2 separate regions of the Sus scrofa genome follow, and region 1 is linked to region 2. A link is a contact called in public Hi-C data. All regions are on one chromosome and are shown on one strand. The core of a region is the stretch at or near the end of the contact, and the rest is flanking DNA. Distances in the headings are between cores, read along the strand shown.

Region 1 (3,643 bases), core at 347-2,846, 78 kb after region 2:
TGCTTATTTGGACTATCCCATATCCATCTCTATAAAAACAGCAGTCAGCACACCACCTCTCTCCATTTTCCCAAGAGGAGGCAGTACTAAGGTTATACCCTAAATCACCTGTCTTCCACTTATATTAACTTCTTTTCAAAGAAGGGTACAGACTGCCTGGGAATTTGCATAAGAAAGAAAATATCAAAGTAATCAAATGCAGACCAACCTGTACTTGCAAAACACACATGCCCCCTGCTCAAAACTTCCAAAAAATGGACAAGGTCACCATTTCGTGGGGTCAGTGAAAGTATCATGCAGCTGACACCTGAGTGATGATGAAGAAGAGGTTTTAGGAGTTCCCGTCGTGGCTCAGTGGTTAACAAATCCAACTAAGAACCATGAGGTTGCGGGTTCGGTCCCTGGCCTGGCCCAGTGGGTTGGGGATCTGGCGTTACTATGAGCTGTGGTGTAGTTTGCAGACGAGGCTCGGACCCGGTGTTGCTGTGGCTCTGGCGTAGGCCGGCGCCTACAGCTCCATTAGACCCCTAGCCTGGGAACCTCCATATGCCGTGGAAGCGGCCCAAAAAATAGCAAAAAGACAAAAAAAAAAAACAAGATGTTTTACCTGGGTCTGTGCTTGTTAACCCAAACAAGACGTTATCACCATTTTGCAATTTTCCTGATGGAGAAATAAGGAAAGGCAGAGTACAGACCCCAAGTCACAGTGAGTGTGGAGCAAGTGCCAAGGGCCACCGAATTCTGGCTTGTTCGGGATCAGTGGGAGGAAGGGAGCAAATGAATGAAACCCAAACATAACTGAGTCCTGGCTTTGCCTCTGTAAGGGCGCCTGGAACAAAGGTTCTGTGTCTAGTGCCGAGCATAGGGCCTGGCACAATACAGGGTATCAGTAAATGTTTGTGAAATCAGTGAACAGCAATTCATGTGCACGTCCCCAAAGCAACATCACGTGAGTTTACGCTTTTCAACGCTGTGAAACGGGCACTATTCAACCCCACCATATTATAGATGCAGAAACCGAAGGTTAGGAATCCAGTGACCCAGTCAAATCTGCAAAGAGGGACCACTGTCCTAACTGGACCACGGCCGCAGGTCACTTAAAGCCCAGCCACGCCCACTCCACATGCACTCCAGCTGCTTACACGACGCTCCCTCGTCGACCCTCAGTCACGCCAGGCTGGGGACGGGGCACAGCAGCGACCGCCCGGCCTTCCCCCAGCTCCACATAACTACCCGCCACACCAGGCCCAGCCCGCGGACCCCGCCCCGCCACCGCCCCCAGTCCCTGACCTTTTTGTCCCAGATTTGCAGGGGCTTGCTGCCAATGCTGTAGAGAATGGAGAGGAAGCCGCTCTGGAACGTGTTTTTGAACATATCGCCGGCGGCCTTCTCCTCAGCCGCGCGGAAGCTGACCTAAATGGCTTCACTTAGTGGCGAAGGCAAAAAAGGGGGCCGGCTCTGGCCCAAAGAAAGTACCCTGCGCTCCTGACCTCCCAATTGGTAGCCGCAGACAGCAGGACTTAGACGCGGGACGCTACATCCGCGAGGCTCACTAGCAGAAGAACGAAGCCGCCTCAGCACCGACACCACAGCAACTGCCGCCTGCGCCTCTCTCCCTTCCTTAAATAGAGGCGGTGGGCCGCCCGCCGCCAGAGGTGGATCCCTCCGCCAGCTTGAGCTCGCCCCCGAGAGAGCGGGGCCCAATCCTGCCACAGGGATCACGGACTTCCTGTTTCTTCCGCTCTTAAGCCCCGCCCTAGTTCCGCCGTCTGGAAAAAAGAACCTCGTTGCCAAGGGACTATTTTCCCATCGTTGTCTCAGAGCGGCTTCTAGAAAGCGGAAGGAGACACAAGGTTATAGAATGAGTTGTTAGCATCTGCCCAGTGTCATGGGAACCTGGAGGGGGTGGAGTCAGAGGCGTGAAGTCCAGGCCCCGCCCCCTTAGGGGACAGTAGGAGTTACTAGCGCGAAAGAAAAGTGGGGAAAGGCACGGGTGGCTTGGATGTAAGGAAGTGCTTGCCTGGTTTCCTGCAAATAACAAATAATGCTCTTTGGCATTATTTGATAAGGTTAAAGCAGCTAACCAGTACATGCGCACTAACTACATTAAATGTCTTAAAGGCATCATTGCTTTAATTATTAACAGGATCACTATGAATACACCAGATATCTTAACTTGTGGTATGTGGTCAAAGCAATACTTCAAGGAAAATTTATCACCTTAAATGCATGATTAGAAAACAAGGTCTGAACATTAAGATAAAAGCAGAAATTAATGCAATTAAAATACATTTGAATAGGTTGAATTAGCAGCAGGGTTTTAATCAATTAGTTCTTAGAACATTTTTTTTTTCCTTTTGGTCTTTTTAGGGCCGCACCTGCAGCATATGGAGGTCCCCAGGCTAGAGGTCTAATCAGAGCTACAGCTGCCAGCCTACACCACAGCCACAGCAACGCAGGATCCGAGCCTGTCTGAGACCTACACCATAGCTCACAGCAATGCTGGATCTTGACCCGCTGAGCAAGGCCAGGGATCAAACCCCCAACCTCATGTTTCCTAGTCAGATTCATTTCTGCTGCACCACGATGGGAACTCCAACATTGTTTAATTTTTAAAAATATTTATTTTTATGCCTCACCTGTGGCATAAGGAAGTGGGTCAAATCGGAGCTGCAGCTGCAGGCCTTTGCTATAGCCACAGCAACACTGGATCTCAGCCACATCTGCAACTTGTAATGCCAGGTCCTTAACACACTGAGCAAGGCCAGGGATCCAACCCGCATCCTTTTGGAGACTACATTGGGTTCTCAACCCACTGAGCCACAATGGGAACTCCAGAATGTTTTTTTAAAAAGCATAAAATAAGCTATGCTATTTCAAGTGTGGAAGAAATCCCGGGTGTTGGAAACCAATCACTCATTGAGCATTTGCTTGGATATCATACTCTTGCTCAGGCCTGTGCTGGTTTTATGTGGCTGACAGAAAAGTAGTTTGCAGCTAACTTTATCACTGTAACAACTAATAAGAGCTAAGATCAATTGAGCATTTATTACATGTCAGGCACTATACTAAGTGCTTTAGCCTTTATTAAATCGTTTAATCCTTGTGGCAATGACATGAACAATCCAACCAGAATTTCCAGATATAGAGGGGAAAATATAATCTGACTGCAGTAGAAAGTCAAAACTTTTTTTGTATGAAGCTGTTATTTTTGGATCATTTACCATAGGTTTCAGTAATCCCACTCCTTTGTATTTACTCAAAGGAGTTGAGAACTTATGCCCACACAAAACTTGTACACAGATGTTTATTACAGGCTTATTTGCAATTGCCAAAACGTGTACGCAACAAAGATGTCCCTCAAAAGATGCACAGATAAATAAACTGGTACACCCAGACATTGGAATGTTATTTAGTAAAAATAAATGAGCTACTAAGCCATGAAATGATGAGGACAACTTAAAACGCAAATTACTAAGTGAAAGAAGTCAATAACACTGCATACTCTATGATTTCTACTATATGAATTCTGGAAAAGGCATGGGGTCAGTAAAAAGATTAGTGCTTGCCAAGGGTGAGGAGGTGAGAAAAAATGAATAGGTAGAGCACAGAGGATTTTAGGACATTTGTCCTAACTGATAGA
Region 2 (3,717 bases), core at 18-2,517:
AAGAATCTTACTAAGGTCAGTTTAGCTGAATTCCCCACCCTTGATATCTAGTCAAACTCAGCATCCCCACCCAGGCCTAGAGGACATCGGATCACTCTCACCTGCCTTCAGCCAGAGTCCCCCGCCTGCCCACGACTTGATGTCTCTTAGTAATTTTCTGTCCCCCACCCCCCTCTTGCCCCTTGGCAGTAAATCCCCACTTCTCCTGTTTGTATTTCAAATCAGACCCAGTTCTGTACAGGAGTTTCTACTGAAATAGTTTTTTTGGTTTTGTTTTTAATAAAATCGATCTTCACCACTTTAACTTTTGCCTGTTCTCTTTAACAGAGCGCTTTCATCACTTGACAGGTCCCTGAACAGGCCTTTTCTGCTCCGCCAGATCTCTGCGCATTTCCAGGACAGGAGGCCTGCCAGCCACCTGAGGGCTTACTTTAGGAGAAATGCGCCCTCAGGTAAGGAGAGCATCTGTTTCCGGAGCTGGGAGGTGGTGCTGGAGAGGGAAGGTCTCCTGCCTCCCTCCCTCGGAGGGCCTTCACCTCCTGACCCTGCTGCCAGTCAGCTGGGCCTGGTCTTCGCTTGGTCTGGACGTGCAGCCTCCAAGGACATTAGACCCAGGCCTCCCGTCTTAAGCCTTCAGCATCTGAACCAACCGGATCTCAAGTTGCTCTTGGAATAGAGTTAAACCTAACCCTTCTTAGAGCTCTGCTCTGCCGGAATTTTGCCCACCCCGCCTAGCACCCTGTGGGTGTCACGTTTCACTTGCACAAAATAGGGTTCTTTGCTTGGACACCTAATGTGTGCTAGACCAGGAAACTGAAGCACACTTCGTGCCCCACCCCAGCCCTTTGCCCTGTGTTCTTTATCCTCCAAGATAAGGACTTGGAGGCTCAGAAAAATTAAGTAACTTGCCCACCTCTGTGCTGCAGGTACGTGGCAACCCAGGATGGCAACTGCGTCTCTGTCGCACAGCACTGTCCACCCAAGGTATCCAACACCTCATTTGGCGACTGAGAAAAGTCCCTAAGGTCCAGAGTCTTTTGAAAAGAGGCCTCAAGCCAACGAATCTCTAAATCTTTGTTTACTTTTTTTTTTTTTTTTTTTTTTTTTTAAGTCTAAGACCACAGGATACTTAAGTCCCTCCTCCTCCGGCCCTCCTTCCTGCCACTGCTGCCTCAGTATCACCACCACCCACCCACTACACGGGAGAAAGAGGCGTCCTCATTCCTTCTTGCCCCTCCCTCTGTTGGGCGGGCCGCTTGGGGGTCAACCCGGCTCCCCCAAAGCAGGGATTGGAGTGACGGGGGCGGGTTGAGGAGCATTCTCGCCGTATGGGAAGAGTATAAGGGCCGCCTGTCTGGCTCCACCGCCCGCACCTGCTGCTGAGAAGCCTCTGGCTGAGGTACCGCCCCCAGCCCCCGCCTGGGTCCGCGCGCACTCTGCACTGGCCCTTTAAGAGCGGCGGCCGTGGATCGCGGGGAGGAGGGTCGGGAGCGCCCGGAGCTGCGCGGAATTCGCCGGGAACGTCGGGCGCCGGCTCCCTGGCTCGCTCTCTAGCACCGACCGGTTCCCTGCGCCTCATCGCTGGCCTGCACGGGCACCCCGGCCCATTCGGTGCCGGGAGAGCAGGACCCACGGGCGGGGGGCGCGCGTTCTGGGCAGCGCCCGGCCCGGGCATGGACAGAAGGGGCTGGGCGCGCGGGGGGCGCCGCGGGTTCGGGCGGCCGGAGCGCTGAGACAAAGGCTCAGGGAGCTGCGCTTGCTCTTGGGAGCCGGGCCCCAGGCGCTGAGGCTGCAGGACCCCGAGGCGGGCGGCTCTGGCCCACTCTCTCCCCCGTGGGCCGGTTCCGTGTGCCCGGACCGGCCCGGCCCGCTTCTCCTTGGCCGTGGGAATTTGCCGAGGAGACCTAAGCGGCTCCGGCGGCGACGGCTATCAGTTGGTCTGCCGCGCTCCCGCCGGGCGGGGAACCAGGGAGCGTCGCAAGTTTCCTAGCCGCGTGCGGGGACCCGGCGCCGGCGAGCGAGAGAGCCCCGCGGGCAGCGCTCTGGGCCAGGCTGGGCGCTGAGGGCATGGGCAGCGACCGGAGCGCGCCCGCACGGCCGGGCTGGGCAAGCAGTCTTCTTAGCGGCCGGGAGGCGGCTGAGCGGCCGCGACTGCTACAGCTGCTGCTGGTGCTTCTGAGCTGCCTGGGCCCCTGCGCAGTGGCGGAGGACGCAGAAGTCAATGCCGAGGTAAGGACCCTCGCCCAGGCCCTTTGCCGGGGTTGGAGGACTTGGGGCCGGGGGATTTGGGGGTGGGGAGGAAGCCACGCCGCAGCTGAAGGGGGGAAGAGCGCGGCGATGAACCCCTGACCCGGATTTGGGGACGGGGAAGAAAGGGGACCCGGAAAGCTGGCCCTTGGCGGTGCACCTCTTCTCAAACTTTGGAAGGCGTAGGGCTTGCTCCCTTTCTCTACCCCCACATCCCTGCCCTGGGCACTGTTCCTTCCCAGCCCGAGTCCCGGGAGTGGCTTTTGCTGCCCCCCAGCCCTCTCTCCTCTCCTTCCCTCCCACCCGGACACCGGATTCCTCGAGAACCCTGCGGACGCGCGGTGACGTTCTTTGCGAATGGGGAAGGGGCTGCTTGGGGGCGGGAGGGGGGGTTCTTGGGCACAGCAGGCAGCGCTCCCGTTTAGGTAGCTTCTAGTTTGGGTGACACTGAGCCGCGCGCGGCGAGCTGGCATAGAGGAAGGGGGTGCGAACCTCCGAGGCTGCAGATTCGAATTGAGGGGGCGCTTTGGTGACTTTCTTGGGCTCTTGTGCGCAAGCCGCGCCACGGCCAGGTGGGATCTACGGAGACCCGGCCTCCTCTGGCGCTTCTTTCATCAGCGCCCCTACACCAAGGCCCAGGTCCAAAGAGGGTGGGCTCCCAAGATATTTTCACCAGGAGCCCGTCATAATTCCCTACTGGAGACTGTCTTTGGGATCGGTCCTGTGGGTGATCAGGTGCGGCCTCCTGGCGCAGAGCCGGCTCCAGAGGGTCGCCGAATGTCGTTCTCCGGATTAGGGACAGTGGGGGTACCAGTTCCTTTGACCCAGAGCAAAAGCGAGGACGTTCTTTCTCGACTTCTAAGACCCAGCTCCCCTCCACAGAGAAGAGGAGAGGACTGGGTGCATGGTGGGGAGACATCCGCCTCCGCGGGATCCGGTGGGCTCGGGCCTCAGTGCCCTTGGGCCGGCCTGGGGCCTCCTGCCTCTGACGCTGGACTGCGGGCCTGAGGGCCGGTTTCTATTTGCAGCCAGGCCGGTGCTCCCTCCCAACCCCCAGCGGCTTCCCCACCTCCCCGGCTGCCTGGGAGATTTTTCCGATGGAAGCTTGCCCTTCCCCGCCCTACTTTAATAAAAGCTCGGAGGAAGGGCAGGGAATTCCTCCCAGCTCAAGTTACACCTCCCAGCCAGTTCCCCACCTGCTCTGCCCTACCACTCTGGCCTGGCCAGGGAAAGCTGCAGGGAGCCAGGCCAGGCCCAGTCCAGCTCCACCACTCCTGCCCCCCATTCGCACAGCCAGGAAGGCAGGGGCTTATAGGAGGCTCCTGCTGGTGGGTATTGCCCCTAAGCCTGCCATCCCGGGACTGGGTAGAGATGCTGTTTAGGCCCACCTGCTATTCTCTGGAGTTGAATACCAAAGAACTGCAAGTCACAGACCCACCTCCAAGGAGTTTATAATCTGCTTAGAAATGG

Evidence for each region. Hi-C and Micro-C count contacts between places; a contact is called where the count stands out from the background.
Region 1: a Hi-C map of subcutaneous adipose tissue shows a contact between it and region 2, with 2.7 times the contacts expected there. The contact joins the promoter of CFAP20 here to the promoter of MMP15 in region 2. A contact is called at or near these places in 2 of 5 promoter capture datasets (fetal skeletal muscle and liver), 15 of 47 Hi-C or Micro-C datasets (embryonic fibroblasts, epiblast stem cells, fetal skeletal muscle and 8 more) and 1 of 2 datasets of contacts at active chromatin or transcription factors (skeletal muscle).

What each region holds. Positions count from the first base shown.
Region 1 is chr6:19,967,751-19,971,393 of Sscrofa11.1, forward strand. It overlaps CFAP20 (cilia and flagella associated protein 20), which reads right to left and starts at 1,597. Exons shown (of 6, transcript NM_001244786.1): 1 at 1,291-1,597. The coding sequence starts at 1,374.
Region 2 is chr6:19,889,600-19,893,316 of Sscrofa11.1, forward strand. MMP15 (matrix metalloproteinase-15) reads left to right here and starts at 1,268. Exons shown (of 10, transcript XM_021093941.1): 1 at 1,268-1,399.